Linked DNA regions of Mus musculus: region 1 is linked to region 2. The links are chromatin contacts, called in public promoter capture Hi-C maps. All regions are on one chromosome and are shown on one strand. Each heading gives the region's core, a stretch centred on a gene start, on an enhancer-like site or on the middle of the called end of the contact. The rest is flanking DNA. Distances are from core to core; before and after follow the strand shown.

Region 1 (6,603 bases), core at 2,540-5,039, 210 kb after region 2:
GCACTGATACTGAGACAAGGCAATTGTCAGCTTGGGACTAACTTGGCTATATGGTGTACATATATATTTCGTCTTAACAAAAATAAAGCGTACCTTTCGTTACCCCAGCCCTAGATACTGCTTTTCTTCTGACTCATTAATCAAACATTGATTTTAATTTATTTATTTTACTTTTAAATTTTAATTTATTTTCAGAAAACATTAAAAGTGTGTTTTCAGTAAAGACAAGCCCAACACAAAACTAACATTATCAATTAATTGCATTAAAGAATGATAAACAGTGACCTGCCTGAGGGAGAATTGGTTCTCTCAACTGTTTCTTGGGAATCTCAGCTAAATATTTAAGCTCATTAAATAACAAATTCTATTTTCCATCCAACAGTATACCGCAGTTAACCAAATGCCTGTTACTTTATCAAATGGATCACCATTCCCTTAGCGTCTAGTTATCTGTTCTCCATTTCTAACCTTAAGAAACACCTTTAGCATTCATATATTTCTATATTAAAAGACTTGGGGAGAGGAGGACAATTTTAGATTTATCGGGGGAAAAATCAGTGAAAATTAGTTTCAGTATACTTCATCTCTCCTCTTTCCCCAATTTTCCTACTGCTAACATCTTGTATTCCATTAGTAATTTGTTATCATGATAAGCCAATAATGGTTAAGTTATTATTAATACCATAGTTCACACTAGGGCTTGCTCAGTGATGTACATTCTTTGGGGTTTGACAAATCTGTGTATTTATATGTTTCACTGCCCACCAAGTCCCCTTTGCTCAAAGTATCCCCCAATCCCTGACAGAAGGTGATTTTTACTTGTTCTTTATACAGTGCTATATAGATGGAATCATCCAGTATGCAGCCTTTGTCAGATTGACTCATTTTACTCAGTAATATTCACTTAGTGCCCGGCCCTGTAATTTTTTTCTTATATTGTCGTAATCCATTTCTGTTAATTGCTGAATAACAATCCACTAACCATATACCCAACAATTTGTTCATGCTTGTACTGTTATTACAGACATACACAAGTATTCTTTGGGTGTCAGCTTTTTACTCATTTGAAGAAATACTAGCCGGGCGTGGTAGGCGGATTTCTGAGTTCGAGGCCAGCCTGGTCTACAAAATGAGTTCCAGGACAGCCAGAGCTATACAGAGAAACCCTGTCTCAACCCCCCCCCCCCCAAAAAAAAAACCTAATCGGTGAGGATTACTGAATGGAAGCTAAGAGCATGAATAGTTTTATAAGAATGGCTATACCATCCTCCAGAACGGTGTATTGCTTGCATCTTTGCTGTAGGTTCAGGAGAGCTCCTTTTGTTCTACATCCTTTTCAGTGTTTGGTGTCACTGTCCTAATTCTAGATCATTGGTAAGGAGTATGCCGGTGTGATTTTATTTTAATACACATTTCCCTGACACTAAGATGTAGAGTGCTGTTCATATTTCTGTATTCTGTAAATATCATCTTTGGTGAGGTGTTAAAAGTTTTGAGGTTTGGCCTATTTTCTAAATTGGATGGTTTATTGAGCATTGTTAAGAATATTATTAAAATAACAGTTTATTTTGCTGCTGGATTTTAAAACCAGGACTAAGCAAAAACTACCACTGAACCACCTGTTCCTCTACTTCTAAAAGCTCTTTTTATATTTTTGGTACAAATACTTTAATAGGCAAGTGTTTTTTTGTACCTGGTCTTTGCTACTTTGCTACTTGTGGACTCTTCTTTTTCCCACCCTTTATTCCCTTGGTTTCATCCCCTATCACTGGATAGGAGAGAAAGAAGGAAAGAGAGGGGGGGGGAAGGGGAAGGGAGAAGGAGAGGGGGAGGGGGAGAGGGAGAGATCTGAATCTATTTTTTTTCTTATTTCTTCTTGAGCATGACTAACAAACTACAACCAATCTGAATGACCACCAACCACCAACCCCACCTCTCAGTGCCCTAGCGTTTGAAAGGTTCCTAAAATCCCAAACGTCACATAGTTGCAGAAACAATCTGCAGCTGGCAAAACCATGCCTCTGCTAGAGCATGAGGTAAATCATAATCAACTGCTTTGGACAGTCTGAAGCAGCCTCGTAATCCCACACCTGGGATTAAAACTAGAACACATTCTTATATTTCTTAAAAAAAAAAAAAAAAAAAAAAACAAAAAAACAACCAAAATTCCAAAATTGTCATTACAGTTTTCAAATATCTCCCAGTCTGGATTTTTCAGTGTAGTAAACAGACATGTGGTTGACTGTCCTAACCATGAGAATATATGAAAGATGACTGTAGCTGTTTCCCATGCACCTCACTTCCATCTGAGTCATCACTAGAATCTAATGTCTATATAGCATCCATTTTTTAAAGGCATTTGAGACTTTTTAAAAAATAATTTATTTATTATATGTAAGTACATTGTAGCTGTCTTTAGACACCAGAAAAGGGCCTCATATGTTACTACAGATGGTTGTGAGCCACCATGTGGTTGCTGGGATTTGAACTCAGGACCTCCTGAAAAGCTGTTAGTGCTCTTACCCGCTGAGCTATCTCACCATCCCCAGCATCCATCTTTTAAGAATAATTTAGTTTAAATGCTATAACTCAGTAATTCTTCTAGCTTCTACTCATAATCAAATTTCAAAGTCACTTTCATGTGTCCAGGCATTTATTTCAACAGAGCCCCATTCCCAGAACCAAAACCTGTGAGGTGCTCCTAGCCAGCAAACAGAAAAGCTAGTGTTAGAAGTCTGGTCCTAAGCATGCAGTCTTCTATAAATTCTAGTTCCAAGGGCTCCTACATCCTTTTCTGGACACCAAAGCATGTCCCTTCACATATGCCCACAAACAGACACATAAAATCAATTAAAAAAAAAAAACTAAACATGATTGCTGTTTGCATTCTCTTTTTTATCGAATGTCTTGTTGCAACCATTTCTCTAAATATCATCCCCTTTCCTTAAAGTTTTCATGTGTAGCATTATCATTTCCAGGTCTGGTGCTCTCAGCTAAGGAGGGGAGCCACTTTAGCCCTTCTGTCAAATAACTGGGGAGGAACAGAAGCCCTTAGATGAGTGGGCCACATCTTTGAAACATAAAAACCTATTTGTTGCAATCTTCTGTGTTCGTCTAGAGCACTAATGGATATGCTTTAAGTGCTAGGCAAGGAAACGTGCAGTATGTAAAATACTGTACCATCACCTTCTCCCGGCTTCTTTAGTATTTAAAAAAAAAATGAGAGTCGTTTTTCGAAGACATGAAAACGAAAAAATATTTTCAAAACGACAAATACCATATAAATGAGAATGCAGACCAACCAGGTAATAAAAGTAGGGTTGAACGATGAAATGTACGCTTGCATTTTGAAATTCTCTGTGAGGGGAGGTCAGATCCTTAGGAGGTGGAGAAGGTGGATCAGGATTTCAAGGCCAGCCACATGTATATAGCAAGTTCGAGACCAGCCTGAGGGGCATGGTACTGCCCCCAACATCTCCGCCCAAAACCCTGAGGGTGTGTGAATATTGGTTACAAACGCTATATATGGCCACCTCTGCTCACAATCCAAATCACTGGACACAAACGGTAGGCAGGTTCAACCTCCCGAGCCACCAGGAGGGACTGCAGCATTTGTGGAAACCTGGGAAAAGTAATTCAGAAACACTGCGCGTTGCATTCTGGGAATTGTGGTCCTTTGTGTTCCCCGGTGAGGCGCTCCTGTGTGTTGCGGGGAGGGGGAAACCAAGGGAAAGGGTCTACGCGACCGGAAGTGACCGCTAAGCCGACTGTGGGCGTGGAAAGGGGTGGGCGTTTGGCTCGTCCCACGGCGTAAACTCACAGCCTGAGTTTTGATGACCATCCCAGGTCATCTGGATCCAGGATCCTTGGAGTGCGTCACAAGACTGGAGTCCAGGTATCACCATGGCAACCACCAGCGCCTTGGGTGTGTGACGTCACCTTGCGGGCTCGCGTAGTGCGGCATGCGCGGGAGGAAGCCGGGGAGTCAGGGAAGGGGGCGCGCCTCCCCTCGGCGTTGCCGGGGACCGCGGGTTCCCCAAGGCTTTGTTCCTTTGTTCTGGGCCGGGCCAGCAAAATGCGGAGCAGCCCGCCTTTCTGGTGTGCCCCGCAACAGGTGTGTCTGGCCGCCTGGGAAAGTGGGAGATCGCAGACCCTGTGGAGGGCGGGTGGCCAAGACTAGGTGGGCGCCCAGAGTCTCTACTGCAGCGAGGCAGAGCTGTTCGCTCCCTATTCACTTTTTGTTTCTTGTAGCAATCCAAACTTCCCCTGTGCACGTCCGATCTTGGACAGGACCTCTTGGCTACTCTGTACGAGTCTGAGGTGCGACTGTAAGACGCGTGCTGCAGAGTGTATCCTGTGCCTGGTAGGCCAGTCTCGTAGAGCATAAGACACCTACTCTGGAAGGAGAGCGGGACATCCAAGTCCCAAACTGAAGCTGCCCAGGTATCCACGTGTCCAAGTTCTAGCGGAAGACGTAGAGCTCCTGGGATGGCAGGTAATGGCAATGGCCAGGGCAGAGAGGACTGGTGTATGGCGAACTGAGAGGTGGGAGGAAGAAGTAATGTGGCCAGGGGTAAAGAAACCTAATTACATCATCGAAAGAGGCTTGAAAGAATTAATTCTGAGTTCTGGACATCAGAATTTGAAAAGGAACAACAGTTCAGAATATCTGATCCTCTTGACATTTCTCTTTTATTACATTTCCGAATAGAAAACTTTAGTCAGAAAAAAAAAGGTGTTTTAACTTATTGCAAAGATTAGTTTTGAAATATCTTGCAGAAAGCAATTTTTTCAAGCTTGTTCTGGTGCAAGTGTGTGTGTGGACTTAAACTCACCATTTGGGTGCAAATGTTTCCTTGTTTTTTAGTTCCTTTTACTAACAGTGCCTAGTCCTGTAACCTGTGTGTAGATCTTAAAAGCACCAGATACTGTCAGTAATTTTACAATGATGCCGTTACCTGTGAATTCAGCTGTTAGAACTCCTAAGTTCCCTGTCAAGCAGCCTAAGTCTCATTTCCTATGATAGGTCCATATAAGATCGCTAGACTTCTTTGAGTAGTCTTTTCCTAGTTAGCATATTTCTTACATTGCAATGCCTAAAACTAAACAGTTCTTTAAATGTCCTTTTAAAAATACCTAAGAGTATGATCTATTACTATCTTTCCCTTATCACATTTTTGTTAATTTTTTTAAAAAGATTTTGTTTTATGTGTATAAGTGTGTGCTTGCATGTCTTTACTTTCGTTAGGTATGGGAGAGTGTCACTGAATAAACTCACTGGGACCCACAAGGTTTTGCGTCCTTAGTGCTGGGATTAAAGGCATGCACTATTATACCCTACTGTTTACTCATGCTTTATGTGAAGCAGAGAGGACTCAGCAAGAGTGCCTTGCTTCATCAATGAGGACTTCACATTTCTCTGTATGAACCATGTGAAGTGTCAAGAGACAAAGATGAATATTAAGGCAGAGTTTGGTTTTTGTTGTTTGTGTGTTTGTTTGTTTGTTTGTTTGTTTCTGCTGAGCCTTCTCAGGATGGTACAGAGGCCTCAGTTGAACCTTTTAGGGGGTTGGGGGATTCTGACATATAAAGGAAGGGGAGACATAGTTGTTATTTCCAGGAAGAAAAGTAAAACATTTTTCTGGATTGCTGGCAGCAGCAGATCTGGTCATATTTAGCCTGGCCTCTTCCTTTTTAGGTCTGTCCTTTGCAGACTCTGCCAGTCTCCACGAGGGACGTCCCCTACTCCTACCATCTAGTTTTCGGGTAAGTTGAGATTTTCCCAAGTGCCATGTCCCTTCTCAGAATAATGTGTTTTTATTGTCAAGTATGTGGACTCCCAAATCATTGTTGGTGAGCTTTCTCTGGGCTCTCATCTGTCCTGTGATCTCACCTGGGTCCTGCTCGGCCTCAACAGCTTCAGCAGTCATTCACCACTTACCTCTTACCCAGTGCCTTGTAACACTGCTGGGGAGGGGGAGGAGGGAGAGGGAGGAGGGAGGAGGAGGAGGAGGAGGAGGAGAGGCAGCAGCAGCAGCACAGCATAAGTCTTTATTTGACAGTAAATTGGCCAATAAAAGTCAAAGCAGGAGGAGTACAAAGGTGAAGTGAGTGCTGCAGAACTTAGGGAATGGAGAGAGATGTATGGTTTGCAGAGGACAGAGAGTTACATGAAGGACGTAGAATTATATTCTCTCGAGGACAAGTGAGATTTGAATATTTGAGTAAGACGTGTGAGGAGCAGAGTGTAGGTGTGCAGATGAGCACTGGTAATAGTCACAGAATCAGAAAGATTTGGAGGAGATGGCTTACTTTGAAAACGTTAAAAAATAAAATAAAATTGAATGAGGTAAGACTATGAAAGAACTCAAATACTTAATGAGACGTGTGAAGGCTTTATTCTGTAGGTCACCTGTAGGAAAAATTTTCCATCGACCGTACTTAACCTTAAGATGTCTTTTTTCAGTTTTTCCCAATTTCAGCTTAAGTGCTGTTAGCATCACTTTGTTTTTTATCAAGGAATATTGTGATGATAAACTGCATGCATTTTAAACCACAGTGTCACTCCTCTGTATCCTGAGGAAGTGGTTTTAGGATCCCTAA
Region 2 (6,646 bases), core at 1,583-4,082:
GCTGGCTGTGGGGTTGCTGAGTTATCTAAAAGGGAACTTCCATCCACAAAAAAATAGATGTGGGAAGTGGTACTGGAAGAGAATGGAACAGGCAGTATGACCAGGTTTAGAGTAGGTCTAGGGGCCAGAGTGGCTTGGCAGTTTTCCAGGAATAACAGATGAAAGGCCTGGACCCATGAGGGTCCCAGGAGAGAGAGAAGAGGGCCTCAAGGGATGGATAGGTGTTGTTGGAGTATAAAGTAACAGGCTGGAGCATGGAGACTTTGAGAGCCTCTTGGGAGAGTTCAGCACCACTGCTAGAGCCCGCAGAAATGGCTGCCACCCGCACACAGTAGGGTCCATTTGTCTACACAGAAAAGCGACAGGTGGGAGGGCATAACAGGTTGGGCCAGGACACCTGTTGCTGCCCCCAGCCTCTCATCAATAAAGAGGTAGTAGGGCCAAGAAGACTCTGAAAGAGCTATATAGCCACGTGAGTGAGAGTCCCATTGGGGGTTTCCTTGGCCACTTGGTATAGTGGCTTAGCCATAATAGTAACACTGGGGATTCAATGTCTGAAGAACCAGGTCACAAAAATGAAAGAATCTGATCACAACCATTGGGGGCTGTAGGTCCCTCAGAGGCCACACACAGTTGCAGATAAGGGTCTTAGAGCCCTGGCTAAGTTGAATCCCCAAGTATATTATGGCAGAAGAGCACAGTTGACTTTAGACACGAGATGCTGCGGTGTCTTAGGGTTTCTGCTGCTGTGACCAAAACACAAGTTGGGGGGAAGGGTGTTTATTTGGCTTACACACCCAGATCACAGTCCATCATTGGAGGAAGTCAGGACAGGAACTCAAGCAGGGCTGAGGGCAGGAGCTAATGAAGAAGCCATGGAGGGGTGCTGCTTACTGGCTTGCTTCTCATGGATTGCTAAGCCTGCCTTCTTATAGAACCCAGGACTACCAGCCCAGGGATGACACCACACAGAATGGTCTGGGCCCTCCCCAACCTATCACTAATTGAGAAAATGCCTTACAGCTCTATCCTATGGAGGCATTTTCTCAACTGAAGCCACTTCCTTTCTGATGACTCTAGCTTGTGTCAAGCTGACACACAAAAGCAACACAATTGCTCCTTGTCAACTTGACTCACAAGCACAGCACTATCAATCGTCCACTAGATGGGTCTGGTCTGCTTGCTGGCTGGCACACATTCACACTGTGTGAGAGTGAGAGTGGAGGCCTGGATGATATAAAGGTCGTGCCTCATGTTAATGACTGGCGAAGGGACCGGAACGCCTTAACACTGGCAGACCGGTTGACAGAGAAGGATCCTAGCAGTTTTTCAATCTGGGGAGGTCTTGAGGAGGAAAAGGAACATGAACTCAACAACACCCTCAACTCCAACTGCTTCCTGGAGAGGGCAGAAGGGAGCACAGGTTTGGTGGGACCCTGTATAAGAGGCTACAGGGGAGATTCCAGGGGTAGTAGGCCAGTGTGGATGGGGCCAGGGTGTGGGTGTCAGCAACGAAGTAGAGGCAGGAAGCAGAGTAGGCAGGGAGGGTGGAAGTGGATAAAGGGGAGAGGGTTAACCTATAAGTGGAACCTGTAAAGAAGAAGGAGGAGCAGGGAGGAGGGGAAGAAGGTGGGTAAGGGGAAGAGGCTAATTGTGCATGGCCTTTAGCTCAGAGGGGAAGACAGAAGGCATTGGTATAGGCAAGAAGACTTCAGTAAGCAGAGTATGTGATTTTTGGGGGGGGGGGGTGGGGGAGGTGGGGTGGGATTGGGAAAGGATTAGGTGGAATAGGAGAAAGGCCTGGGTGCAGAGAAGAAGGCTGTCCACTAGACAAAGCACTTAGTGTGTAGGAGGGGGAGAGAAGAAGAGAAGGGGTGGAGACCCAGTGATTCAGATGACGGTTGCTCGAGGTCTGAGTCCCTGTATGTCTGAAAATGCTGCAACCTTGGCCTAAGCCATCGAGCACTACAGACGGAGGGACAAGAATTCAGTTCCCCCAAAACGTGAACAAAGGGAGTCCAGACCATTCTTAAACCAGCAGAAAATTTCAAGATCACGAAGGATGTTATAGTCAAGAGTGCCCTCTAGTGGCCATCCAGACGGGTCAGCGTGTACTGAGGGCAGACCAAAGAACAAAGGAAAGTCAGGCATTTTGGATTCCAGCCCACTTTGGATAAATTTTGAAGTAGGCACCCCAAGGGCGACTGAGATAGTGTTTAGACCCTGTCTTGCCCTTTTCCAAGCCAGGGTTGGTTGCCAGAAACTCTTAGGTGAGGGTGATGACATGTTAGCCTGAAGTTTTCTCCAAGCATATGGGGTTGAGGGAAGGACAGCAGACAGGGTTTCCCAGATTGTGTGGTGTGAGCAGGGGTCCAAGCAAACTGTGAACTGAAATCGGCTTAAAGGTTTCTATAAATTCTTATAAACATATTAAAATGGCCTTTTGGAAGTTTGAACTAAAAAAAAAAATTGAAATGCGGTTACAATAGAGAAGGAACACAAGGTAATTCAGAGCACGGTTTGCACGGTGGAAAGTGTGTACTGAGCACCAAAGCGCCTTAGCAGCCGCCTGCAGTGTCCTCTCTGGACGGGGTTACCGGTTGTTAAGGGGCCGCTTGGCTTTCTGTATTTTGTGCAATCAGTGTACTGATTGTGCGCTCGATTCTCCAAACTCTTAAAAGGGCGTGAGGAGCTAGTTCCCTCAGAAAGCACAGACAGGGAAACAAAAGGCGCCCTTTTTCTTTTTGGTAAGTCTTCCCCTCCCCCACGGCCGCGGGCGCAACTTCCCGCCTCCTCCCTGCAGGTTCTCATTTCGGTCCGCCCGCTACAGTATAAAAAGACGGCGCTCAGGCTCCCGGTCAGCATCTCTGTTCTGAGCTGTCCTGAGTGCAGTCATGTCTGGCAGAGGTAAGGGCGGGAAAGGGCTCGGTAAAGGTGGCGCTAAGCGCCACCGCAAAGTGCTGCGCGACAACATCCAGGGCATCACGAAGCCCGCCATCCGCCGCCTGGCCCGGCGCGGGGGAGTGAAGCGCATCTCCGGCCTCATCTACGAGGAGACCCGCGGTGTGCTGAAGGTGTTCCTGGAGAACGTGATCCGCGACGCCGTCACCTACACGGAGCACGCCAAGCGCAAGACCGTCACCGCCATGGACGTGGTCTACGCGCTCAAGCGCCAGGGCCGCACCCTCTACGGGTTCGGCGGCTAAGCTGCTCGCTTACACTATATTTCCCTAAAGGTCCTTTTCAGGACCACCACATCTTTTACAGAAGAGCTGACGCTTGTTAACTGAGAACTGGAGTGAAAACGGCTCGTAACAGGTTGTCCAATCAGAACGAACATGTATGTGCTTAATTTGCATGCGGAACAATGCTAGGAAAGCTGAATAGTCCTGTCAAGTGGTGAGTTCACTAGGTGTTCACATGGTTTCACTCTTTTTATTTGTTCTAGGCAGTTTTATTATACTTGCCCATTTTTCTGCTTCCACCTCTTAAGGATGCTTCCCTACTTAAGTCATTTCATACCTTGCGACAGACCACTTAAGTTCAGGATTTGTACATTCAGTTGTGTAGAATGAGGTTGATCTGGCTTTATAAACTATGCTGTCTCGGATGCAATAAAATTCTGAATAAAACTGCCAATATGGGGGAGGTGTGAATTTCTGAATTGAGTTTTTATAAGCCATAAAACTTTAATTAATAAATCATAAAACGGCCAAGAGTCAACAGTTAATGAAGGTACACTGTTACTACGTTTACACTTCCACATAAATGTCAATAGAAACAATTTAAGTTGTCCAATGCTTGCGTTTAGTCTGTTCCACATGGGAGAGAGCATGTGGTTTTGCTTAATACACATTCTAATTCCATGTATTTTCCTGCATGTTTTATGACTTCATTTTTCTTTAGAGATGAGTAATATTTATGTATGTTTGCTTGATTAACAAATTTTTCATTATCCATTTCTCTGTAGATGGGCAACTAGGTTGATTCCAATTCTTTGTTATTGTGAATAAAGCAGTAATTAACATTGAGGTAAAAAAATATCTCTATGATTCTCTATATTCTTTGAATATATGCTCAGGTTTAAAATAACTTTGTCATATTGGAGTTCTATTTTTAATTTTTTGAGAATATCCGAACTGATTTCCACAGTGGCTGTATTGATTTGTACCCCACCCCGCACCCCAATACCAGTAAATCAGAGTTCCCTCCACATCCTTGCCAACATTTGTTGATGGCTTTCATCCTAACTGAAGTGGTATCTCAAACCACTTCACACATTAAATAGTTTTAATTTGCATATCCCTGATGTCTTGGATTATTGTTGAGCACTTAACAATAGTCACTGACCACTTACCTTTGTTTTGAAAACTATTGATTCAAGTTATGTGCTGATCAGCAGCTTCATTTTTCTAGCATTCACTTCCTGAGTTCTTTGTAAATCCTGGACATAATCTCCAGTCTTATACAGAGCTAGCCTAGATTTGATCCCATTTTGTAGGTTGTCCATTTGCTGTTCTGATTGTTTGCTTTGCAGTAGAGAAACTTTTCATGTTATACCATCTGTTGAAACTTGACCTTAGATCCTGTGCTGTTTTTATTCTATTTAAAAATTTTTCCCTACCACAGTATCTTCAGGGGCATTCCCTTTGTGTTCTTCTAAAAGTTTAAATGTTTCAGGGCTTTGACCCATTTTGAACTGAGTTTTTCACAAGATGAAAGATACAAATTCATTTCCAGTCTTCCACAGTCAGAAATCCAGTTCTACCAGCAATGTTGGCCAGGCTTTCCCCAAAGCATGTTTTTCCCACTTTAGGACAAAAATTAGGTGGGTATAGCTTTGCCTTTTTATTTCTAGGTCCTCTATTCTATTCCACTGGATTTTCTGCTTTTTGTTGTTGTTGTTGTTGTTGTTGTTGTTGTTTTTAATTCCAGCACCAGGCTGTCTCTATCACTATAGCTCTATGTACAACTTGAGGTAAGGTGATGACATTAGCGTTCTTCTTACTCATTACAATTGCTTTGGCTCTTTTTTGTTTCTATTGGATTTTTGCATTATTTTTTCTAAGCTTGTAAAATGTGACATGGACAGTTTCATAGGTATTGCATTAATTCTGTATATTAATTGTAGATATTTTATAGTATTATTTCTGTATAAAAATTTTTTTTCACTTTCTACTATTTTCTGTTATATTTTAAGTGAGAAAGTTACAAACCATCATAATTATACATATAAGGCCAAATTAAAGGTTTATTTTTTGGACAGCAACCAAGAAAGTCTCCTGGTGTTGGAAACTCAGAGAACTATGTACTTAGAAGCAAAAGACCACAATTATATCACTCTTATGTGAGGGTCGGAGTAGGCTTCCAGCTGTTCAGGAAGAACAAACATGACCATTTTGACTTATCTCTTTAACAGTTGTTTGAGTTTATGTTTTGCTTGTACAAACATTAACTACTTTGGTTAATACATCTGGACAGTGGTCAGGATCATTGTCAATGCAAATGTGTTCCCAAGGTAGACAAAGCCACTGTAGAAGCAGAGAAGTGTCTACACAGACAGAAAATAGAGTCAGGACCAACACAGCACTACCCTACTCATTTCACTATGCTTTCCTTTTTCACTATTTTAAAGCTTTTGTTGCAGAGGTCTTGGATTTTTGTTGCTGCTGCTGCTGCTGCTGTTGGTGTATTTCTGAATACTTAATTGGGAGTATTTCGAAGGAAATGTATTTTTCTAATTACTTTCTGGGAGAGTGTAATGGCTATTCTCGATTGTCAGTTTGTCAGATTGACTATATCTGGAATGAACTACAATCCAGAAATGGAGGGCAGACCTGTGACCTGTAGCCTTTGCTCCAGATATGGAGGCTGGGAGACACAAGTGTTTGATCCAGGTCTTGATGTGGGATGACACACAGTCTTAATCTGTATCAACACACACCTTTAATCCAGATCTTGAAGCACTCTTTAACTAGACCATACCATCTGCTGAAAGCCTACATAAGGACAATAGAAAAAGGAAGGGTTTATTTTTTTCTTCTATGCCTGTTTATAAGCATATCTGTTGGAGCATACTTCATCTGGATTCCAGCTTATATAGGAGACCAGCTGAAACACCCAGCCTTGTGGGACTGAGCAACTACTAGATTCCTGTAATATTTATTCACAGCTGGCCATTGTTAGATCAGTTGGATTGAACCCTGTAAGTTATTTAAAAAAAAAAAAAAAGAAAGAAAGAAAAAAAACCTATAAATAGGGAGAGACATTCTATAAGCTCTGTGACTCTAGAGAACCCTGGTAGCAGGAGAAGTGGTACCAGAACTAGTTATAGAGGAGTAGAAGTATAAGGATGAATCTTTTAAGTGTTTGGAATAGGCTTTTAATTTGCCAGCACCGTCAGCTACTGAAGAAACCTATCACTCAGTCTCTCTCTCCTGGGAGCTCAGAGCGTATTGAAAGCCTATGGTGGAAACTATAATTCAAACTTAAAGAGGTAAATGCCTTTGATTATCTTGATCATCGGTTGTGTGTGGTAATAGATTTGGTGACCAGATATATGAAACTTTCTACGGTTTGGGTTGAGGGGGGGAGGGGAGGGGGGAGGAAAATGCTTTTGCTGTTTAGTTGCTCTTAGCATTTCTGG

The links. Capture Hi-C pulls out chosen DNA fragments and counts their contacts.
Region 1: a promoter capture Hi-C map of liver shows a contact between it and region 2. The contact joins the promoter of Zfp184 here to the promoter of H4c11 in region 2. A contact is called at or near these places in 2 of 39 promoter capture datasets (the HPC-7 cell line and cranial neural crest), 1 of 484 Hi-C or Micro-C datasets (pre-B cells), 2 of 115 datasets of contacts at active chromatin or transcription factors (effector CD8 T cells and pancreatic cancer cells) and 2 of 9 other capture datasets (adipose tissue and liver).

Annotation. Positions count from the first base shown.
Region 1 is chr13:21,941,305-21,947,907 of GRCm38.p6, forward strand. Zfp184 (zinc finger protein 184 (Kruppel-like)) reads left to right here and starts at 3,790. Exons shown (of 6, transcript NM_183014.1): 1 at 3,790-3,895; 2 at 4,252-4,495; 3 at 5,699-5,766. The coding sequence starts at 4,489.
Region 2 is chr13:21,732,202-21,738,847 of GRCm38.p6, forward strand. It overlaps H4c11 (H4 clustered histone 11), which reads left to right and starts at 2,833. Exons shown (of 1, transcript NM_178210.2): 1 at 2,833-3,255. The coding sequence starts at 2,895. The coding sequence ends at 3,206.